Regions from separate parts of the Mus musculus genome. Here regions 2, 3, 4 and 5 are each linked to region 1. A link is a contact called in public HiChIP or PLAC-seq data. All regions are on one chromosome and are shown on one strand. Each heading gives the region's core, a stretch centred on a gene start, on an enhancer-like site or on the middle of the called end of the contact. The rest is flanking DNA. Distances are from core to core; before and after follow the strand shown.

Region 1 (3,603 bases), core at 922-3,421:
GCAAAGCTCCTAACAGTTACACACACACACACACACACACACACACACACACACACACCTATTCAGCAGCTTTAGAATGGAAAGCTAGTCTTTGTTCCCAGTGGCTTCAGGAAAATCCTGGGACTGCCTTTGATTGGCCAGGGTTGGTCATATGTCCTTTCTGAGCCAGTCACTGTGGTCAAAATGTGCTGGCACTTGAATGGCCAGGTGTAAATCCTATGTCGTGTTATCCCCCTCCCACTCCACCCCCCCACCCCCCAAGGCAGAGTCAGCTCCAGCTAAGCTGCTTTTATTGAGGAGGGCGAGTCCCAGGCACAAAAATGAAATCTGTAGGTTTCCAAGAAAGAGTTCAATGACAATCACATGTAGATGACAGGGCCATTTCTGAAGGGCATGGGCAAGGCCTACTGAGTCACCCTTTCCCAAAGCGGTGAGCATGGGGCAGATAAGACTGTACTTTGAATACTAGAGGTGCCCTTGGGACAAGCTAGTGGGAAATTGGCATAGTTGGTGGTGGCTTAGTAGTTTCCAAGCCGAGACTTGCCATTTGCTTTATTACTTAATTTTTGAAAAAAAAAAAAAAAGTATGTGCCTCAGTTTCCCTCCTGAGAACTGGGCTGATATAGGGATGGTGTTTATTTCTTAGGGATCATCTACCATAAGGGGTTGGCTCCCTTCCTGGGAAAGTCGAGGAAGGTTTGCTATTAGTGTGGTGGCCTTGATCTTCCAGGGTTGACTGCCCTTGAGTCCTGTGTAGTTACATCCCCAGGACTGGCCCCAGAACTCAGTAACATGTTGCCTATAGGCAATATTCTGCCTATAGGGATGGAAGGAAGAAGGGAGACCCTGTTAGTGGGGTGTGGTCATGGGGGAATCCTGACGGGGCTGGGTCAAAGCTAATGCGGAGCATGACAGAAAGGCAGATAGATGGTGGAGAGGGGACAGGAGGGCCTGGCCTTCTCGCCAGATGGCTGATTTGCCTAGAGCCAGCAGGGGTCACTGCAGATCTAAGTAACTTTAGCAAGGTAGTGGGCCTCTTGCATCATTACCTGTCTGCATAGCCAGGGTGCAGGACCAGTTCTGGACAGGTGCTTGAGGTTTGCCTCATGTAGTTGAAAGTGACTATCTTGGTCATCTGGCCCTGATGTCCTTGTAGGCCTCCACAGCTGCCTGAGCTCATGGCCTACTGAGCCCAGCTTCCAGCAGGACCTGGAAAGTCTCTAGGGATGCCTTCTATAGAAGCCACCTGGGCCCAAGGCATCTCTCTTCTTGTTCTGGCTCAGCAGGTTGGTAACCAAGGATAGGAAACGTGTAAACCTCATTTTATCAAGGTCCCCTGAGTTTATCTGCACCTGTGTTGCCACAAATGCTTAGCGAAACACCAGTTTACAGTCCTATCTGGGTTAGAGGGCATGTGGGTCCTAGGGAGGTTCATGTCTCAACTGCACCCCTCCCCCACTTACTATAAAGTAGAGTGAAACATGTTTCCTCTAAGATAATGCAAAGAACAAGTGCACAGAGAATGATGTAATTGTATTCTAATAAAAATTATTATTTAAAAAAGTGCACAGAAGAAAATTTCCTTCCCTAAGCTTGACAGAGGGGCTCAGTTCTTCTGGAAGAGTTCCAACAGAAAAGGCCCCCTTAGGACAGGTGGGATGGCTCAGAGGGCAAAGGTGCTTCATGCCAGGTCTGACCAACTGAAGTGCAAGACCCAGAACACACATGATGGGAGAACTGACCAGATTAAAACTAATGTGTGTAATAAAATAAGAAAAGCTCATTTAGAAGTCCTCTCATCTAACGCCCCGTCTCTGCTTTCATTAAAAAAGAAAGGTTGGTAGGGGTTTGAGGAAACTAACTCGCACTGAGGGTGGGGACATCTGGACCGTCGTGGTAGAAGGAAGGAAGCAGGCTCCCAAATGTGAGCTCCTGAGGTTCCATAGCAAGCAAGGCACTGGGAGAGCTCCCAGCCCCTGGCTCCCAGCCAGGAGTCTTCACCCCACCCCACCCTACCCCACCTCCCTCCCCCAAACACACACTCTCTACCCGTCCATCCTCCGGGTCTGGATGCCAAAAGTCTGGAATAGAGCCTGTGCCCTATACACACAAGGCTGCGGTTTCCTCTGTGTGACCCGCAGGCTACCCGGAGGGTGTGGGTGTCGAGCGCGCGCACCAAGGTTGTGTAACAAGCTCCCGGCTTGTGTGCACGCGCTGTGTAACCTGATGCAACAGGGAAGTTTGCGGTCCCGTGAGCTGGGGTGTGGGCGCTTGGCTGGTGGCCAAACCACAAGGACTATTTGACTTACGGCTGTGGAGGAGGCTGCGTTTGGGGGTCGTGGGGCTGTCTACGTCAGGGCTTGTCTGGCTTGCATTGCCCACATCCTGGTCCTTGTGGGCACAGGACTGGGAATGGGGCTGCCTGGTCAGGTGGTGTTGGGGAGAGACTAGTAGACAAGGAATGGTCCCATGTTAGCATGCTGTTGTGACGGGTGGAGAACCGGCTGACTTCCGCCCTGCCCTCGGTGTTTTCCAAGAGCTAACTCTCCTGCCAGTTCCACCTATCTGTCCTGCAGACCTGCACCTCTTACCTCAGATTCAAGTCTTTCTTCTATGCAGCAGTATCTGTCTTTCCTTCCTCTAGCCACTGGAGACCTACATCCCTGTCTCTGTGGACTAGGCTTTCCCCGCACACCTATGTGTGAAGCAGAATGAGGGGAAAGGTTAAAGGGCAAACGCTAATGTTGCCCGTCCAGTTTCTCTAACCCTGTCAGCTCACTACCATTTTGAGCCAAGTGCCTAAGAATGATGTAGGTTCTTCTTGCCTCCCTGGACCCATCTGGAAGGGGGAGTCTTTGCCCTCCCTCCATGGGGCTGACAAAAGGGTCGCTCAGGGACATGGAACTAAAGGGTCCAGGAAGGGATTTGAATGGGAGTTGCCCTTGCTTTTTTTGTCCCCTACCTATACCATCTCACAGATGCCACAGGCACTTCGGAGAGCAAGGGCCCTGGAAGACATGACTAAGAAAGGCATGGCACTGTCTTGCCCGCCCTGGTGAGGGGTGGGTCCACGGCCACGAGTGTATCTTTGATGAAGAGAGATGGGGTTTACGTTTTTATATTCTATTTATTTTTTATTTATTTGCCGCGCGCGCGTGTGTGTGTGTGTGTGTGTGTGTGTGTATGATGCGTGTGGTGCATACATCCCACAGCATGAAACTCAGAGGACCTCCTGCCTCCATCTCTCAACTTCTGAGATTACATACGTTGTGGTCCACCATGCCTGGTTTATATGTTGGCGATCGAACCCAGGGCTTTCTGACTGCCAGGGAAGAGCTCAACCCACTGAGCTCCATCCTCAGACCATGGTCTGGTTCTGTTTGTTTGTTTTTGTTTTTACCTTTACCCACCTATGCTATCCCTTAGAGAGATACTTTCCTTGTGGGCGGCCAGTGGGTACCAGAGAAGCAGGGCTAGATAAAGTGGGGAGGGAATCTGTGTCCAACCCCTCTTTTTTCTCTGGCTGAGTGGCACCTGGCACTGTGACGCTCCTCTCCGTGCTCCCAGGATGACTTGGGTCTCCACCACTCTATTCTGCACTGT
Region 2 (3,773 bases), core at 842-3,341, 370 kb after region 1:
CAAGGCCAGCCTGGTCTACAGAGTGAGTCCCAGGACAGCCAGGACTACACAGAGAAACCCTGTCTCAAAAAAAAAAAAAAAAAAAAAAAAAATCCAGCATTCCAGCATAATGAATATTTCTGTTTAGCTCACTTCTCTGTACAGTCTAGGAAACAGTTTCACCTAGAGGGGACAGCCTTCTCACCTCAGAGAACCTAATCAAGCCATCTCCTTCTGCAGGCCAAGCATGTCCAGCCTCCCATGCATGCCCCAGGTGAGTCTCACAAGTCGACAAGGGAGGCTAATCATTACAAGGCCTTAGACAAGCCCTGTGGGGGACAGACAGATGGACGGAAGCAGGCCTGCAACTGTGTTGTTCAGAAGCCATGGGGATCCAGATAAGGAAGTGCTCAGTCCTGGAGGGGAGGCCCTCCCGGGTTGTCCTAGGCTGTGGGGGACAAAGGGCTCAAAAGGGAGTGTCCACACAGCATCCCCAATGCCTTGCCTCCTGCCCAGTCTGGTCCAGTCCGGTCCTCAGCTTTGCCTCACTTGTACCCAAGTCGTTCTTGAAAACCAAACCCCCACATCATAGCAGCCTTGCTTTTTAACCAGTCCAGCTTCTTAGGCTAGTCCCATCCACAGGGTTTTTTGTCTTGTTTTGGGAGAGTTTTCTGTTGTCTCATTTTGAAATGGGGTTTTGCCTCAAACTCCCGACCTTCCTGCCTCTACCTCTCACACTGTGGGATTATAGGCATATGACACTTGGGCTAACTCTCAAAGCATGTTCCAGCAAATTCTTCAGCATCAGAGGTGAAAGAGCCCTAGGGGTCCCCTGACTCAGGGAGAAAGCAAGCCAGGCTAAGGATCTGAAGACCTTGATATGTCCCAAAACTGCCATTTTCCTTTTTCCTTCTTCCTTCTTTCTTTCTTTCTTTCTTTCTCTCTTTCTTTTTTTTTTCTTTCTGTCTCTGTCTCTCTTTCACTCTCTCTCCTTCCTTCCTGATTTATTTATTTATTTATTTTATGTATGTGAGTACACTGTAGCTGTCTTCAGACACACCAGAAGAGGGCATCAGATCCCATTACAGATGATTGTGAGCCATCATGTGGTTGCTGGGAATTGAACTCAGGACCTCTGGAAGAGCAAGTTGGCCGTACTATCAACTGCTGAGCCATCTCTCCAGCTCCAAAGCTGCTATTTTCATACATAATGTTTGGGAACTTTCTCTCTCTCTCTCTCTCTCTCTCTCTCTCTCTCTCTCTCTCTCTCTCTTTCTCTCTTTCACACACACACACTTTTCCTACATGTGTTGTGCATGTGTTTGGCCACATGTCTGTGGGGACATGTACATGTGAAGGTCATGAGCTCTTCCACCTGATTCATGGAGGCAGGGGTGCTCAATCAAACCCAGAGCTACATGATATGGCCAGTCTGTATCTACCTTCCTAAGCTGGAGTAACAGGCAGGCTCCCATGCCCACCCAGCATGTCATGGGTGCTGGGTATCTGGCCTCAGGCTTGCATGCCACATGCTTAACTACTGAGCCATCTCTCCAATCCCTCAGGAAGTTCTTTAGCCCTCACATCTCCATGGTCATAGGGAAGGCTGGTAAGTTTACTTCAGCCTGGCTCTGAAATAAACCATCCTTAAGCCTTATGTCAGCTGACTACAATGAAGCCTTGACCTAGGAGAAAGACTCCCTCTGCATCTCTGAGCATTAGATTTTTAAATCTAACCCTTTTAAGGGAGAAAAAAAAAAAAAGGTAGGGTCTCATGTAGCCCAGGGTGACTTCAAACTTAGCCGAGGATGACCTTAAACTCGTGATCGATCCTCTTACCTCTGCCTCCTGAGCACCGGGGTTAGAGGCATGCACCCACACTTGTGTGGAATAGCACTGGGGATCAAGCCCAGGCCTCCATGCACGCTGGGCAAGCACTCTGCCAACTCGTCTCCATCCCGAGCACAGAACCTTGAAATGGAAACCTCCAAATCCTCACAGCCTAACAGCAATTCCGTGACCGAGGTCTTCAATGTCCCTATAGGCTCGCGTGGAAGAGCTCGGTCCCCTGTTGGCCCTGTGTGGGAGGGCCTAGTGTAAGGAAGTTAGGCCCTGGCAGCTTGTGGTTGAAAGTGACAATGGGAGGTTAACACTTTCCTCTCTCTGCTCTGCAGGCCCTGGGATGGGAGGAGCCTTCTCCATGCTGTGCCTCATCATAGGCCTCAGAGCAATGGAACAGCTGACCGTGGCCTGAAACCACAAACCAGAGGAGGTCTTCCCTGCTTTAAAGTCGCTTCTCTTGGGTGGTTTGTCAGGGAAGGGGTCTCCCTAAGGACCCCTGGCTTCCAGCACTTGTAACTCCAGCTCTAGGAGATCAGACACCTCTTCTGGCCTCTAAGAAACATAAAATAAAAATAAATATTTCAAACCCAGAAACATATGACGCTTTGGAGAGAATGGGGGCTAAAATTAGTTTGTATCTCTGACAAAAATGAACATATTCACACACAAAGTCTCTGAAAAAGATTAAATACAAAGGGTGCCCATGGGCTGGGAGGTGTGCAGCAAAGGTTGTTTGGGATCATTGGGAAACCACAAGACTATCTATAATTACAGGGACCTGTCCCGGAAAAAGAGGCCCTACAAAGAACCCTAAAACCTCAATTTAAGCATTCTTCTCTCACCACACCCTTGAACCAGGGCTGGCAGCAAACTCAGTTAGTGTTTCTTATGAACGGAACACTGGGAAGATTTATGGACACACAGAGCTCACTCCTTGGCTCCGACATGCCCACCCCTTTCCGGACATCAGCTGAGGCTAGCCAGGAAGGCACTGAATTAACCCAGAAAGGGCAGTACAGTCTACTCCCAGCTCTGAAAATCCACCAGAGGCTAGGTGTGGCAGCCAGTGCTAAGGCTAGCATCTGGGAGAGAAGGGCCAGCCTTGGCTTCCTAGGCCAAGCAGCTCTGGGAAAGCAAGGTAAAATCAATAGGAATCTGGCAGGTGGAATGGGCAGGGCCCAGGTAACAAACGGCCATCTGGCCCCTCCTTCCTGGGTGAGCAAGGGTTGCCTCCCTCTGTTTGGCATGTAAATATTGGGCCTCAAGCACTTGGCCACTCCAGGTTTCATAATACCCGAGGGTATCCCAATTATGCAAGAGCTCTTTTCAAATTCTCAAAGTCAGTGTTTCCTCTTCAAAAAGCCATCCAAGAAGACAGACGGCCTGTCAGACTGTCAAGCAAATGGCAAGAGGTCATCACAACCCTGAACGGGTGAAGCAAGCCCATAATCCCTTTCATCTGCAGGAAAGGCAGAGGAAGCGACTCAAATTTGGTAAAACCGTTTAGCAAAAATACGTCGCAAAGGCTGAGAACGAACCAATGGTCCACAGCCAAACGGGTGGGAGAGAAGGAAACAGAACACCAGTTCTTTCTTGGTTGAAGAGCGAATTACAGAGTTAGGGAAAGGAAAGAGGCTGTGGGATGGATGTACAGATGGGATGCACAGACGTACGGATGCGAGTATCACTCCAGCTGTGCACTGGACTCCAGAGTAATGCAATTTCCATCTTTTCTCAGCCTGCGCCAGGCCTAGCACCACGTGCCACATAGCCATAACCCCAGTATGCGGGAGGCCGAGGCAGGTGTGCAAGTATGAACGAGGTCAGCCCGGTCTACACAGAAAGCTCCAAAGCCAGCTTGCACTACAGCAGGAGACACTCTAGGGTTCTCTAAACAAGGACCACGAAGGAACATAGGAGGTGAAGAAAGCCAAGACCATGCTGGAGGCAGG
Region 3 (3,919 bases), core at 1,317-3,816, 290 kb after region 1:
ATGAGTCGACTGGAATGTGGGGAGGATTCAGACAAAACAGACAGCAAGAGGCTGCACTGCTCTCTCGCCTGAGGGAAGAGTCCCACGGCCTTGTTTAGGTCACTGTATGAGTTTGACTTAGCAGAACCAGCTGTGTAAATCATGAGTCCTGAGTTCAACCTTCACCCTGCCTCTCGCTATGTAACCTGTGGTTAGAATCCTAAATTCTCCGAGCTTTAGATCCCTCTACTACAAAGGGAGATTAAACCAGCTTCCAATTATTTAACGATTAATACATGCCAGATGCTTCACAATTATTTGTATGAATTAGTTCACTTAATTCTAACAAAAACTCATGGAACAGTTACTATTATTTCCCTTATTTCATATATTAAAAAACAAAACAAAGGAAAAAAAAACAAACAAACAAACAGAGCCCGGTGGCACATGTCTTTAATCCTAGCACTCAGGAGTTTGAGGCTAGCCTGATCTACAGAGTGAGTTCCAGGACAGCCAGAGCTACACAGAGAAATCCTGTCTCAGAAATAAATAAGCACAAGAGAGCTAATAATAAAGTGATGCTTTTTGCCTTCCACCGTATGCACTGCCTAGTGTCTCCTGAGGTTGAGTGACTTTGTGTCGTATGCTTCACAAGGGAAACACAGTAGTTCACACTGGAAGCCAGGCATGGTAGCACACACCTCTAGTCCTAGCACTCGGGAAGCGAAGGCATGAGGATCTCTGTGAGTTCAAGGCCAGGTTATCTACATAGGGAGTTCTAGGCCAACCAGACCTATGGGGTAAGATCTTGTCTAAAATATGGGGGGACAGGGGGGGAGGAAGAAAGAAAGAAATTAGTTTTACGTTGGACAAACAACAGCACAAACAGGGTGCAGCAGGCTCAGCAAATGTCCCAAGTTCACGTCTACATTCAACTCACACTTATAGCCAGTGGCGATAGCTCTCCAGTATTTACACAATGCACATAGCCGAGAACCAGAGGACAGGAGACACTGTCTGAAGATAGACAGCGGTAGGTACTATGGAGTGAACCAGAAATGGAACGTGAAAGGTTGCTAGGCAGGAGGTTCAGAGAAGTCCCTGCTCAAGGACAAATGACAGGACAAAGGAGCCCCACTTGTAGATGTCTGGGTGAATTGTCCAGGCAAAGGGGACAACTGGTACAGGTGTTCATCACGGTCTCTCACCTGGAACACCCAAGAAACAAGAAGGTTCAAGGGGCAAGCTGGACAACGAACCAAGGAGTAGGATGGGGAGGTCAGAGGAGCAATAGGGGTTGGTTAGGTAGGGTTTCATGAACAGCCATGTGCTGGCTTTTTTTTTCCTGGAGGAGATGAGGGTCTCTATCTGAGCTAAGCATGGCATGGTCTGGAGTACAGTTGAGCAAAATCTCTGGCTACTGAGGATGAGGGGAAGCTGAGCAAGGCGGGGATGGTTCCGAGCCACTGTCAGATCCAGCTGAGATGGGATGCAGGCCTGATCACATGGCGATGGTGACCCTCGAGGGCTGTGGATGCATTCTGAAGGCAGAAGCAGTCAGATTCACTCACCATCTGCACTGTGCTGTAGAAAAAGAGAAGGAAGCCCAGGTTAGACTAGGAATGTGGCTCAGGTGCAAAGCACTTGACAGACATGGACAAGACTGAGTTCAGTGCCTGGGTCGGAGGAGGAGGAGAAGGAGGAGGAGGAGGAGGAGGAGGAGGAGGAGGGAAGGAAGGAAGGAAGGAAGGAAGGAAGGAAGGAAGGAAGGAAGGAAGGAACTGAGCTGGGGAAGAAAGCGTGGAGAATCATGTCCTATAGGCCAAAATAAGACAACACAGAAGACTTCTCTGGAAACAGGCACGAATGCTTTCAAAAAGTGAATGTCTTTCAACTAAAACATTGCATTTCAAGAATGTGTTCTGAGTAAATATGTCTGACAGTGCATTCAGTTTCACTGCCAAGCAGGGAGGGGGTTGTGTGGGTGTGCAGGGAGAGCGGTTCTTGACTATGTGGACATAATACCAAAACCAGGAAACACTTCTGCAATCAGGTAATCACCAAAATTTGAATACTCCATGACCCTCGGACAGATTTGTTGGTGCATCTTATTAAGTACAAGCCAGCAGGTCATAAATCGTGATCATCAACAAGGCACTGCGTTAGTCAAGAACATGGAGACCACTTCAGGTGCTCTGCTCTGCTTAAACACAGGGGATTCTATATTTACAACGCTGGGAAGGGATGGCTCAGCTTTCCTGTTAGGTCTTAGGAAGTCAGGAAGTGGCTGAAACCACAAGACACCTGAGCCTCCAGGATCAAAGCAACGCAAAAGCCTAAATCCTGTATCTGCCAAAGCCCACGCATCTGCCCTCAGACGGTGAGCAACACTGGAGCTTCTTTTCCATTCACCGAAGCCTGTGGCGGTGTCGCTCTTTGGCACCCAGGGGATTCTGAGGACTCTCGTTCTCTGGCTTCTGGCCCCTCCTGGGCAGAAAAGGGAGGGAAATATCCTGAGCTGCCAGCAGACAGTACTGCATACGTTCATAAGTATGGCTTTACAAAGATAACATGCCAAAGATACGGCTGATAGAATAAACACTGTGGTGAGCCACACCCCCTAATGCCCGGAACTTATGACTGTTGTGTCACCAGGCCAAGGGGACTTCACAGACATGATTAAGTCTATAGATCTTGAAATCAGGAGAACCTCACGAGTCCTTAAAAGCAGAGACTGTTCCCTCTGGCTTCCCCTTTGCCAGATCGCCGCCTTCTGCAAACCTGCTTCTAGCAAGGTTTAGAAAAGGATTCTCCAAGCCCAGGGATCCCCAGATCTAGGATGGGAGGTGTCGTTTTCTCTAAGCAACACCAAGTTGTTGATCCAAAGGGGAAATGGCATCCTTTCTCAAAAGAGTAGTCATCCTGCTCTCTTGGCTCCGTCTCCCTCAGCACATCTGGGATGTGTTTTCTAGAAGCTTCCCCCTGGAGGCTTGGGCCTGGTACAGAAATTGAGGAGACTGGAAATGAGTGAGGCTCATGCCAGGACCCACCAACAGCACCTACTTTCCACAGGAAGCCACATCAGTAGAGATGCCGCCATGATTTTGCAAGAGAGTTCCAGGGAAAGCCCTCTTGGGTTTTGGCTGGTGGAAGCAACTCAACTGCCCCAGGCGCCTCACGCTACCTAGCATCCTGCCTGCCTTTGCTCCCTGTCCAAGACCAACCTTCAGCATCTATCTTGCCTTTCATTCCAAGGTCCCCCACTGACTATCGCACCCGACTCCTTCAAGCGAGGCCATCCTGGCTCTTCTGCCTTGAGCCTCGTTTAGTAACAGAGAACCTCCTCATGTGACCACCTCCTCTCTGTATTCCCAGGTTCCTGTGTCTGGAAAACAGAGCCAGTCCAGGTGTCCCTTCTGAAACATACCAGAAGCTCATAAGAACTCCTCAATGCTCCCGGCATGGTAGCCGTCTAGTCTCCTCTGGCCTTTCTGGCTAGACACAGTCAACCATGCTCTTCCTCATTCTGCCTAGAGTCCCAGCACTGTGCTTATATCTATGTTCGAGTGTGTGTGTATGTGTGTGTGTGTGTTGTGCATGCATGTACATGTGGGTACATTCACCCATACATACACATATGTAGGCCAGAGTTCAGCATCTGACGTCTTCTTCAGTCGATCTTCACCTTAGTTTTTGAGACAGGTTCTCTCACTGAACCTGGAGCTCAATGTTTCCGACCAGACTGGCTGGCCAGTGAGCTTCTCCCAGCCCCACCCACCTGGGATCCTCAGGTCTCCACCTGCCTTCTAGCACTGAAATTACAGATGTGTGCCACGGTGCCTGAGTTTTACGTGTGTGCCTGAGATCCGAACCCGGGTCCTTTTGCTTGCACAGACAAGCACTTTACTCACTGAGCTAAAGTTCTAGTTCCCCGCTCCCC
Region 4 (4,024 bases), core at 958-3,457, 310 kb after region 1:
TGAATGGATATATATTAGGATCTATTAGATTGACTTTCCAGGCTGGGAGTCCCACATAGGCTGTTGGCATGCTAAAGAGGCTGAGACTCCTGAGGCTACTCAGTGCACCGGGCTAGGGGCCTCAGCAGTCTGCAGTCTGATGCTGAGGGACTGGAGGGTTCCTGGGAGCCACCAATCCATTGGAAGATGAAGCTGGGTTCCAAACGCAGGGAAAGATGTGGTGGTGGATGTGGCAGAGTAGATGTGTGCACCCACAGGGAGCAACCTCAACTGTGCTTATCTCTCAGACTCCTTTAGAGTGGAGCAGCCACTGCCTGAAAGGACCACCTACTCTAGGGAGCTCCTCTCCTTCAGCGAATCCTTCCAGGAAATGCCTTGGAACACCCACCCAGAGCCACCTCCCATCCGTCTTGGAACCTAGGTCCAATCAAGTTGAAAAAATCACTGCCCGTCTGTACCAGTTTGCAGGAGCTGCTCACCAATGCTTCGGGGAAAGATGGAGGAGGGTGGAGAGGAAGAGGGAATGGAAGAAGGAGGGAGGGGAAAGAGGGAAGAGGGTGAAAGGAGGAGGTGGGAGAGAGGAAGAAGACAAGAGGAAGAGAAGGAAGAAAGGAAAAGGGAGTGAACAGGGGGAGGGAGAAACAAGAGGGAGTTGAGCAAAAGAGAGAGAAAGGAGGGGGAGACAAGGGGAAGACAAGATTGGAGGGAGGGACCTATTGGGTCTTCTTCATCTCTGCCCCATTGCCAGGCTTAGGAGGACACAGAGTAGATGTGACATGCTAGGGAAGAAAGTTGAAATGGACTTCTTGACATCAAACCAGGCCTCCTGGGACTAGAAAGATGGCTCAGCAGTTAAGAGTGCTAACTTCTCAGACCTGAGTTCAAGTCCCAGCAAGCACATGGTGGCTCACAACCATCTGTAATGGGATCCAATGCCCTCTTCTGGTGTGTCTGAAGATAGTGACAGTGTACTCACATACATAAAATAAATAAATCTTTAAAAAAAACATGAAGAAGAGGAGGAGGAAGGAGGGGGAGGAGGGAGGAGGAAGAAGGAGGGGTAGAGGGAGGAAGGAGAAGGAGGAGGAGGAGGAGGAGGAGGAGGAGGAGAAGGAGAAGGAGAAGGAGAAGGAGAAGGAGAAGGAGAAGGAGAAGGAGAAGGAGAAGGAGAAGGAGAAGGAGAAGGAGAAGGAGAAGAAGAAGAAGAAGAAGAAGAAGAAGAAGAAGAAGAAGAAGAAGAAGAAGCAGAAGCAGCAGCAGCAGCAGCAGCAGCCGTGCCAGGCTTCTTGCAGGACCTGAGCATTCATGACAAGGCTGTCATACATCTGCCTGCAGCTCCAGTGGAGGTGCTGGAGTCAGAGAGGTAGGCTATACAGAGGCAGCCAAGGCCATGAGGCACCCTCTGGGACATGTGGGTGGCTGAACCTCCCAGTTTGGCCTCATAGCACTGCCAGTGGGAGTCAAGATGGGGCTCGATTTTAGAGCACAGGTAGGATACAGGTCTTAGGAGCAGAGAACCAGAATGAGGGGGAGATGAAGGTCCCTGGAAGGCAAGAGAAGTCTCTACAAAGTCCCTAGCCCAGTGTGGGAGGCCCGAACCTGATCAGACCTATAGCTTCAGGAAGGTGTGTGAGTTTACATGAATGAACCCTTCTAGCCTCAAACAAAAGCCTGAGGCCACAGCCCAGTGGACAGAACATCCACTTCCTTCCTGGGGCAGCTGGGAGCTACAAGGCACTGGAGAGAGGCCGGCCATATGGGGTGCCCTGGGAGTGGCTACTGTAGCCACGGGGGGGGGGGGGGGGGGGGGGGACTGAAATGAGGAGCCTCCTCAATCACTGGTCTGAGATGAAGGCGGAGCCGTCCACCTGCCTGGCGGGATGGGACTTAGAGGTTGAAGAAGAAAGTCAAAAGGCAGAGGCTTCTGGGTTTGGGGGTGGAGCTTAGAGCAGGGGATGAGCAGGTAATCGGACGGACAGCCCCTCCTCCAGCAACCTCCACCTCAGCCGCTCATACCTGGGGAAGTGACAAGTGTTTAACAACCACTCATACAGATTGAGGTCAAGTTCAAGGGTCAAACAAACAAGAATTCATTGACTCTCAGAAAGAAAAAAAACAGAAAACGAAAGCTATGACGTCAGTCCTATGGATATCCTAGTCACAGGTGGGAGGCACCAGAGAAGTTATCAGTACCAAGTGGCTCAATACCACGTGGCTGAACCAGGATTTGAACCTGGCATAATATTGCTCCCCCTGAGCCCTATTGCTATTGTGACTTCAAGACCTAGCTGGGACCAGAGAGAGTCGGGAACAAGAGTCTGAGATCAGGACTGACCTGCCTCTTTAGAAAGCCTTGGCCTTTCAAGCAGAGGTCATGGGGCCTCTCCCAGTGAGAGCCCTGGGCTGGGCAGGAAGCTGCTAATACAGTTGCTCTCCTTTGCTGAAGTTGGAGTTGGCTCAAGTCCAAGGGGTGTGCCTGTAATGACAAGGGCCTGGGCCAATAGCAGGGCCCCAGCCACCCCCACTCTGGCTTGCCAGTGAGAAAGAAAACCCCTCCTGGGTGTTTCTATTCTCTGAGAAGAAAGTGAGGCGGGAAGAAAAGCTGGCAGGAAACACACTGATGTTGCTACTTCATTGAATAAACCAATCCAGTCCTGCGGTTCCCTCCCGCTGTCCCCTCAAGGGAAATCCAGGCCAGGCCTGAGGCTGGGAACAGTAAAAACTGTCCAAAGGACCTCCCAGTCTCCAGCTTCCCAGTGGAGCCTCAGCGATGACGGGGTCCATTCTCCTGGAATCAGCGGCAGCCCTCCTCAGCTCTGCTCCACTCTCCACGGTCAAGTTGGGGCACTCTGGACACTCCCACAGCTCGATGAGAAGGAGGTCCCCCCAAAATGCATGGCTGTTATCTTGCACTCCTAATCCAGGTCATGGATTCGAGCCATGGGAATGGGGAACTTCAGTTTACAAGATCTGTCCTAAGAAGTACTGGCATGTGACCTCCTCCCCAAAAAAGGAGCATGTGCCTTTCAAAACGGGCAGGGGGGGGGTTGAGGGGGCAGATTTGACTCCTCATTACCCCACCCCCTCAAACACTCACATGGGCTCATATGCACCTTGGTATACACCCTTACACTCATTCACTCACATGAGCTGTTGTGCATATATTCTCACACCTACACAACCTATACCTACACACACACACACACACACACTCATGTAGACTCACTTTACATTCATGCATATACACAGACTCGTAGACACAACCATGCACACACAAACACATGCTCACGTGCACTTTCTATGCACATCAAGACACACTCAGGTACATAGATAGGCACATACGTACTACATATGTTTTACATGTACACATCCACATTGTGCCTGAGCCTCTTTCAGCACACCTACCCCACAGGGGCCAGGGAGCGGTTAGAAGCATGGGAATTCGAAAGTATCTGGGTGGATAGGCTGGGTGGTGGCTGCCAAGGGGCAGGCAGAGCCTGGGATCAGGCTGGGAGCCCAGGAACAGGGGTGGCAATGTGGGCTGCCATGCAGAGGCAGGAATATGAATGAAAAATGCCCTGCTCCTGCCCCTTGGCTAGCCTGGTCAGGCCAGCCTTCATGGCTGTTCTGTCTCAGGCACTTCAGGCAAGGTTCCCAGGACTGCCTGAACTCAAGCCCTGCCAACCAGCATTCTAGCCTTTCTACCTTCCCCCACCCCTCAGGTAGAAGTGAGACGAAGGAAAGTCCCCAAACCTCTGGTGTCCGTCCCTCCATCTAACAGGACAAAGCTGACCCCCAAAGCCAGGCTCCCTCAGTCGCCCCCACCCTCTGCAGGTTGCTTGGTCAGTACAGGGCTCAGCCTACCTGTCCTTCAGCTATGACACCAGCTCTACCTATTCCTGGTGGCATCTGCCCTTCTCATGCACTGAGCTCAGTTTAAGGCAGGCTGTTTCCCTCTCTAGGCCTTCAAAAAAGACAATGGGAACCACGAGTTCTTTTACTCTTGAAGGACCAATGAGGGCTG
Region 5 (3,756 bases), core at 1,196-3,695, 480 kb after region 1:
ACACACACACACACACACACATACAGAGCCGGGAGCAAACACTCTTGCAGCCAACACAGATGGTCAGATGGCTGTTGCTAACAGCTGAGAGAACAGGGCCTGGAGAGGGGAGAGAGGAGAGGGGGGAGGGGGAGGGGGAGGAGAGAGGAGAGAGGAAAGAGGAGGAGAGAGGAGGGAGAGAGAGAGAGAAAGAGAGAGAGAAGGGCAGGGGAGGGGAGAGGAGGGGAGGGGAGGGGAGGGGAGGGGAGAGGAGAGGAGAGGAGAGAGGAGAGGAGAGGAGAGGAGAGGAGAGGAGAGGAGAGGAGAGGAGAGGAGAGGAGAGGAGAGGAGAGGAGAGGAGAGGAGAGGAGAGGAGAGGAGAGGAGAGGAGAGGAGAGAGGAAGAGAGAGAGAGAGAGAGAGAGAGAGAGAGAGAGAGAGAGAGAGAGAGAGAGAGTTGAGTGTGGTGGGAAGCAAACCTACCTTCTAAAGGGTGAGGGGCAGAAATGATAGAGTTAGCCACAGTCCCAGCTGGGGTGGGGGACAGGACATAAAGGTGAGCCATGAGGTCAGGTGGACCAGCCCTCCTGACCCAACCTTAGTGACAGGGAATGGGGAGCCATGATATGAGGAGGAAGGTAAAAAGAGAGGCCTGGTAGACGTGCCTGAGGATCTGCCAGGCCCAGGCTTGTGCGAGCTGGGTTCCCAGGGCTGTCCAGCAGAGGGCCCGGGCACCAGCAACTGCCTGAGGCTGCCTGGGGTGTGGGTGCTGGCTGGAACCCATGCAAGGAGCTTGCCAGATGGGCTGTTCTCCAATAATAACAGGCCTGCCTGTGGCCATCTGCATAGACGGCCAGGTCCCAGTGGGCATGAGGAAAGGAACCAGCCTTCCCCAGTCTGGCTGGGACCCTTACCACTTCGTCTGTCCACTTCCAGCTCACTTTGCACACAAGGGCTCCCAGCCTGACCATGCCTAGTCGATCTCTCCCACAGCTGTGCCAGCTATGGTAACAGAGCCAGACTTGGGAAGGGAAAGAGGGGGTGAGGTGTGTGTGTGTGGGGGGGGGCAACGGAAGAAGGGAGGCAAAGGCAGGGAGAGACAGACCAGACAAACAGGGCAGGGATCTGGCGTTGTGGACAGACATGAGGCTACTCTTAAGCCATGGGATAGTGCCCAGAAAAATACCACCCAAGCCTGACTTCCTGCCCTCTGTTTGCTTAGTGCTAGTGGGGAGATGTGTCATCTCTGTGGGAGCAGGAAGGCTGTATACGCCCCCACCAGAGCAGCTTGAGAGAACCCACTGTCCTACAGAGTCAGCTACCTCCTAAGGGCTCAGTCGTCCTCTGGGGAGACTGAGTGCGTCTTTTCCCTACGATGTTAGCACTGGTAATTGTTAATTAGCTCCAATGGTTTCTCTGGAGCACAGGTTCCTTAGGGAGGTGGGGTGAGACAGGCAATCTGGATGGGATGTTCTTGCCTCAGGACCCTCCCCAACTTCTGGGATACATCAGTAGGGAGTGCTACTGTAGGGGGTCCCTCCTCCTTTGTACCCCAGCGGGGGGGGGGGGGGGAAGGAAGGAAGGGGAGGGGTATGAATGGTAAGAGGCTCAGCAAGGCTTCTAGCCCCGAGGGTTATCTTGGGATGGGACATGGGACAGTGAAATGCTGGCTAGGACAAAGATGTGCAGGATGTGAGGCCTTTCTTCCTGGCTCCCCTTTCTCCGGTCTCCAGCTGTGTTTCAGTTTTCTTAGAGGCCTCAGGGCTGTCCTCTTATGCCTTCATAAAGGAGCCTTCAAGGCAACATGGGGATGGGGGGGGGAGAGATGCTGTTTGTGTGGTGTGCGGCGAGTCTGAGGGCAGGAGAGAGAAAACAAAACACCTCCAGCGTCTGGGTTCCAGAACGCTCAAATCTGAGGTATCCCAGAAAGTCTTCTTGAAGGGAAAAGGAGGAGTGGAAAGGAAAAAGGATGTATTAGAAGGGTGTGTGTGTGTGTGTGTGTGTGAGGGGGTTGCTAGCAGTAAAACGGTGGAGTGTGAATAATGGCGTGGGCGGGGTTCGGAGAGGGATAACGGAACACCTGAGGTGGAGCGTGGCTTGTGGGGGCGTCTGGACCTGGGTGAGCAGAGGGCCTGTCTGTGCAAGAGTCCCGCCGTGGAATGTGTAGGAGTTAGGAGCGCAGGGCCAGCGCGGAAATTAGGGGTACGCAGTGGGGGGCCCGTGCCCCCCTCCCAGGCTCGCGTGTCCGGGTGACAGTTGGGAAGGGTCCAAAGACGTGCTCCGCCATCGAAGCCAGCAGCCCTGGCGGCCCTAGGCGTAGGGTCTCTGACTGGGAGCCGGTGAACTGTTGAGGGGGCGGCGAGGAGCCTGGGGGCGGGGCTGTCGCCGGGAGGAGGTGGCTCCCACGGGCCCGGGGCGGACCCAGCAGAGGGCGGGTTTGAAAGCGCTCGGGCGGGCGCGGGAAGCGCTGGCCAAGCGCGCAGATTTCGTCGCCGGAGGTGTCCTTCTCCAGCAGGTGCTCGTAGGGCTTGGGTGGGACATGTTGGGGACTCCGGGGTAGAGAGTGGAGTGTCCGGCTTGCCAGGAGGGAAAAGGAGGCCCGGTCTGCCAGCTCCGAGGCCGCGACAGGGACTTTGGGGTGCGGCCCCCACGCGGCGCGTGCAGAGCAGCGCCAGCACGTGGCGCGCATGGGCCTGGCTCTGGGTAGGGGGACTCTCCTTTTGTGGGGACCAGGGCGGAGCTGGGCCCAAGACAGCCTGGCTTCTGGGCCTGGAAGCGACTGTCGCTGTGTTGACTTCCGCAGAGGATCGGCGTGTGGGTAGTTCAATGCTACAGTCCTGTGTGAACTAGAGGGAGGGGTTGTGTTGCCTTCTGCCCCGAGGCAGGAGGATGGGGAATGCGGGAATACAAATGGACGTGAAGGGAGCTAGCTGGCCATTTACAGACTAAACTCCTGTTCCTGGCCTCCCTTTCCTGGGCGAGTCCTCATTTACTCTACGCGGAGAGTGAACGTGTGACAAGATAAAGGACTGACGCGCACACCCAGGCTTCCTTTGGATGAAGGCTCTCTCCACCCCTGCACCTTATACCCCATTCGGGTCCTCTTGCCAAGCCTGAGCCAACCCCCTCTTCTCCATTAACCCTCCTTCCGTCCTGTTCCTCTTGTCCTGCTTGTGTGACCTTTGCATACAATAATATATGCGTGGTGGAATGGTTGTGAGTTGTCATGACTCTGAAACTAATGTTATGTGAAAGAATGGCCTGAATCTCCCACTTGTTTTAACCCTTTAATTGGAGCACTGTTGCCTTCCTGGAAGCCTACACGAATAGCTGAGGAGCCTTGTTAATTTTGCCTTCCCCACTTGAGAAGGAATCTAGAATGATCGGTACATTGAGTATTGATGCTGTCACCCCCATTCACCAGCTCTGCGGGCTTTCTCAAGTGATGGAGCCTCTTTAAACCTCAATCGCCCTAACTGTTTAGTAGAAACGGGGCAGCTGGAAGAGGGGCATCCTCAGATTTCAAGAGAAGATTCCGATGTAGCAGAAACTAGGCTGAGAAACTGAGCTATGTGAGAGGACCCTTAGGACGCAGGAAGGCCTCAGATGGGCGATAGCTTTCAGGGCCTCTCCATCTCGGCAGGTCAAGGCATGGCTGAAATGATACCAGAGGCCCTGAACTGCTATCAGATCTCTACTGGGACAAAAGTAAAGAAAGCCCCTAAGCAGCAAATGGAATGTTTGGATGTGGGTGGAACCCGAGAGGTGGGAATTTCTG

The links. HiChIP or PLAC-seq counts read pairs in DNA pulled down with a chosen protein or histone mark.
Region 2: a contact with region 1 is called in an H3K4me3 HiChIP or PLAC-seq map of bone marrow-derived macrophages, with 4 times the contacts expected there. The contact joins two enhancer-like sites. A contact is called at or near these places in 1 of 15 datasets of contacts at CTCF or cohesin (the NIH/3T3 cell line), 1 of 484 Hi-C or Micro-C datasets (bone marrow-derived macrophages), 7 of 115 datasets of contacts at active chromatin or transcription factors (bone marrow-derived macrophages, double positive thymocytes, embryonic basal ganglia and 3 more) and 2 of 9 other capture datasets (adipose tissue and liver).
Region 3: a FOXA1 HiChIP or PLAC-seq map of pancreatic cancer cells shows a contact between it and region 1. The contact joins two enhancer-like sites. A contact is called at or near these places in 1 of 15 datasets of contacts at CTCF or cohesin (the NIH/3T3 cell line), 1 of 484 Hi-C or Micro-C datasets (bone marrow-derived macrophages), 6 of 115 datasets of contacts at active chromatin or transcription factors (craniofacial prominence, embryonic hindbrain, embryonic stem cells and 2 more) and 1 of 9 other capture datasets (embryonic stem cells).
Region 4: an HNF4G HiChIP or PLAC-seq map of pancreatic cancer cells shows a contact between it and region 1. The contact joins two enhancer-like sites. A contact is called at or near these places in 1 of 15 datasets of contacts at CTCF or cohesin (the NIH/3T3 cell line), 1 of 484 Hi-C or Micro-C datasets (bone marrow-derived macrophages) and 15 of 115 datasets of contacts at active chromatin or transcription factors (bone marrow-derived macrophages, craniofacial prominence, double positive thymocytes and 9 more).
Region 5: a FOXA1 HiChIP or PLAC-seq map of pancreatic cancer cells shows a contact between it and region 1. The contact joins the promoter of Slc29a1 here to the enhancer-like site in region 1. A contact is called at or near these places in 10 of 39 promoter capture datasets (the 3T3-L1 cell line, the C10 cell line, the HPC-7 cell line and 5 more), 4 of 115 datasets of contacts at active chromatin or transcription factors (bone marrow-derived macrophages, memory CD8 T cells, pancreatic cancer cells and 1 more) and 4 of 9 other capture datasets (adipose tissue, liver, macrophages and 1 more).

The regions. Positions count from the first base shown.
Region 1 is chr17:46,072,704-46,076,306 of GRCm38.p6, reverse strand. No RefSeq gene overlaps it. Among named protein-coding and RNA genes, the nearest start is that of Mrps18a, 36 kb to the left of the region's middle. Within about 2 kb of position 2,171, at least 230 of the 459 cell types and tissues checked have an H3K27ac peak or open chromatin away from gene starts, as enhancers often do. A contact at or near this core is called in the HPC-7 cell line, the NIH/3T3 cell line, adipose tissue and 10 more, where this site is marked.
Region 2 is chr17:45,701,754-45,705,526 of GRCm38.p6, reverse strand. Gm35456 (a long non-coding RNA gene) reads left to right here. Exons shown (of 7, transcript XR_385596.4): 6 at 220-253; 7 at 2,154-2,399. Among named protein-coding and RNA genes, the nearest start is that of Mrpl14, 17 kb to the right of the region's middle. Within about 2 kb of position 2,091, at least 90 of the 459 cell types and tissues checked have an H3K27ac peak or open chromatin away from gene starts, as enhancers often do. A contact at or near this core is called in bone marrow-derived macrophages and liver, where this site is marked.
Region 3 is chr17:45,783,753-45,787,671 of GRCm38.p6, reverse strand. No RefSeq gene overlaps it. Among named protein-coding and RNA genes, the nearest start is that of Gm46607, 3.0 kb to the left of the region's middle. Within about 2 kb of position 2,566, at least 20 of the 459 cell types and tissues checked have an H3K27ac peak or open chromatin away from gene starts, as enhancers often do. A contact at or near this core is called in pancreatic cancer cells, where this site is marked.
Region 4 is chr17:45,765,619-45,769,642 of GRCm38.p6, reverse strand. All of the region lies in intron 2 of F630040K05Rik (RIKEN cDNA F630040K05 gene), which reads right to left. Among named protein-coding and RNA genes, the nearest start is that of Gm46607, 21 kb to the left of the region's middle. Within about 2 kb of position 2,207, at least 230 of the 459 cell types and tissues checked have an H3K27ac peak or open chromatin away from gene starts, as enhancers often do. A contact at or near this core is called in the NIH/3T3 cell line, bone marrow-derived macrophages, craniofacial prominence and 3 more, where this site is marked.
Region 5 is chr17:45,594,219-45,597,974 of GRCm38.p6, reverse strand. Slc29a1 (solute carrier family 29 (nucleoside transporters), member 1) reads left to right here and starts at 2,445. Exons shown (of 14, transcript NM_001357771.2): 1 at 2,445-2,493.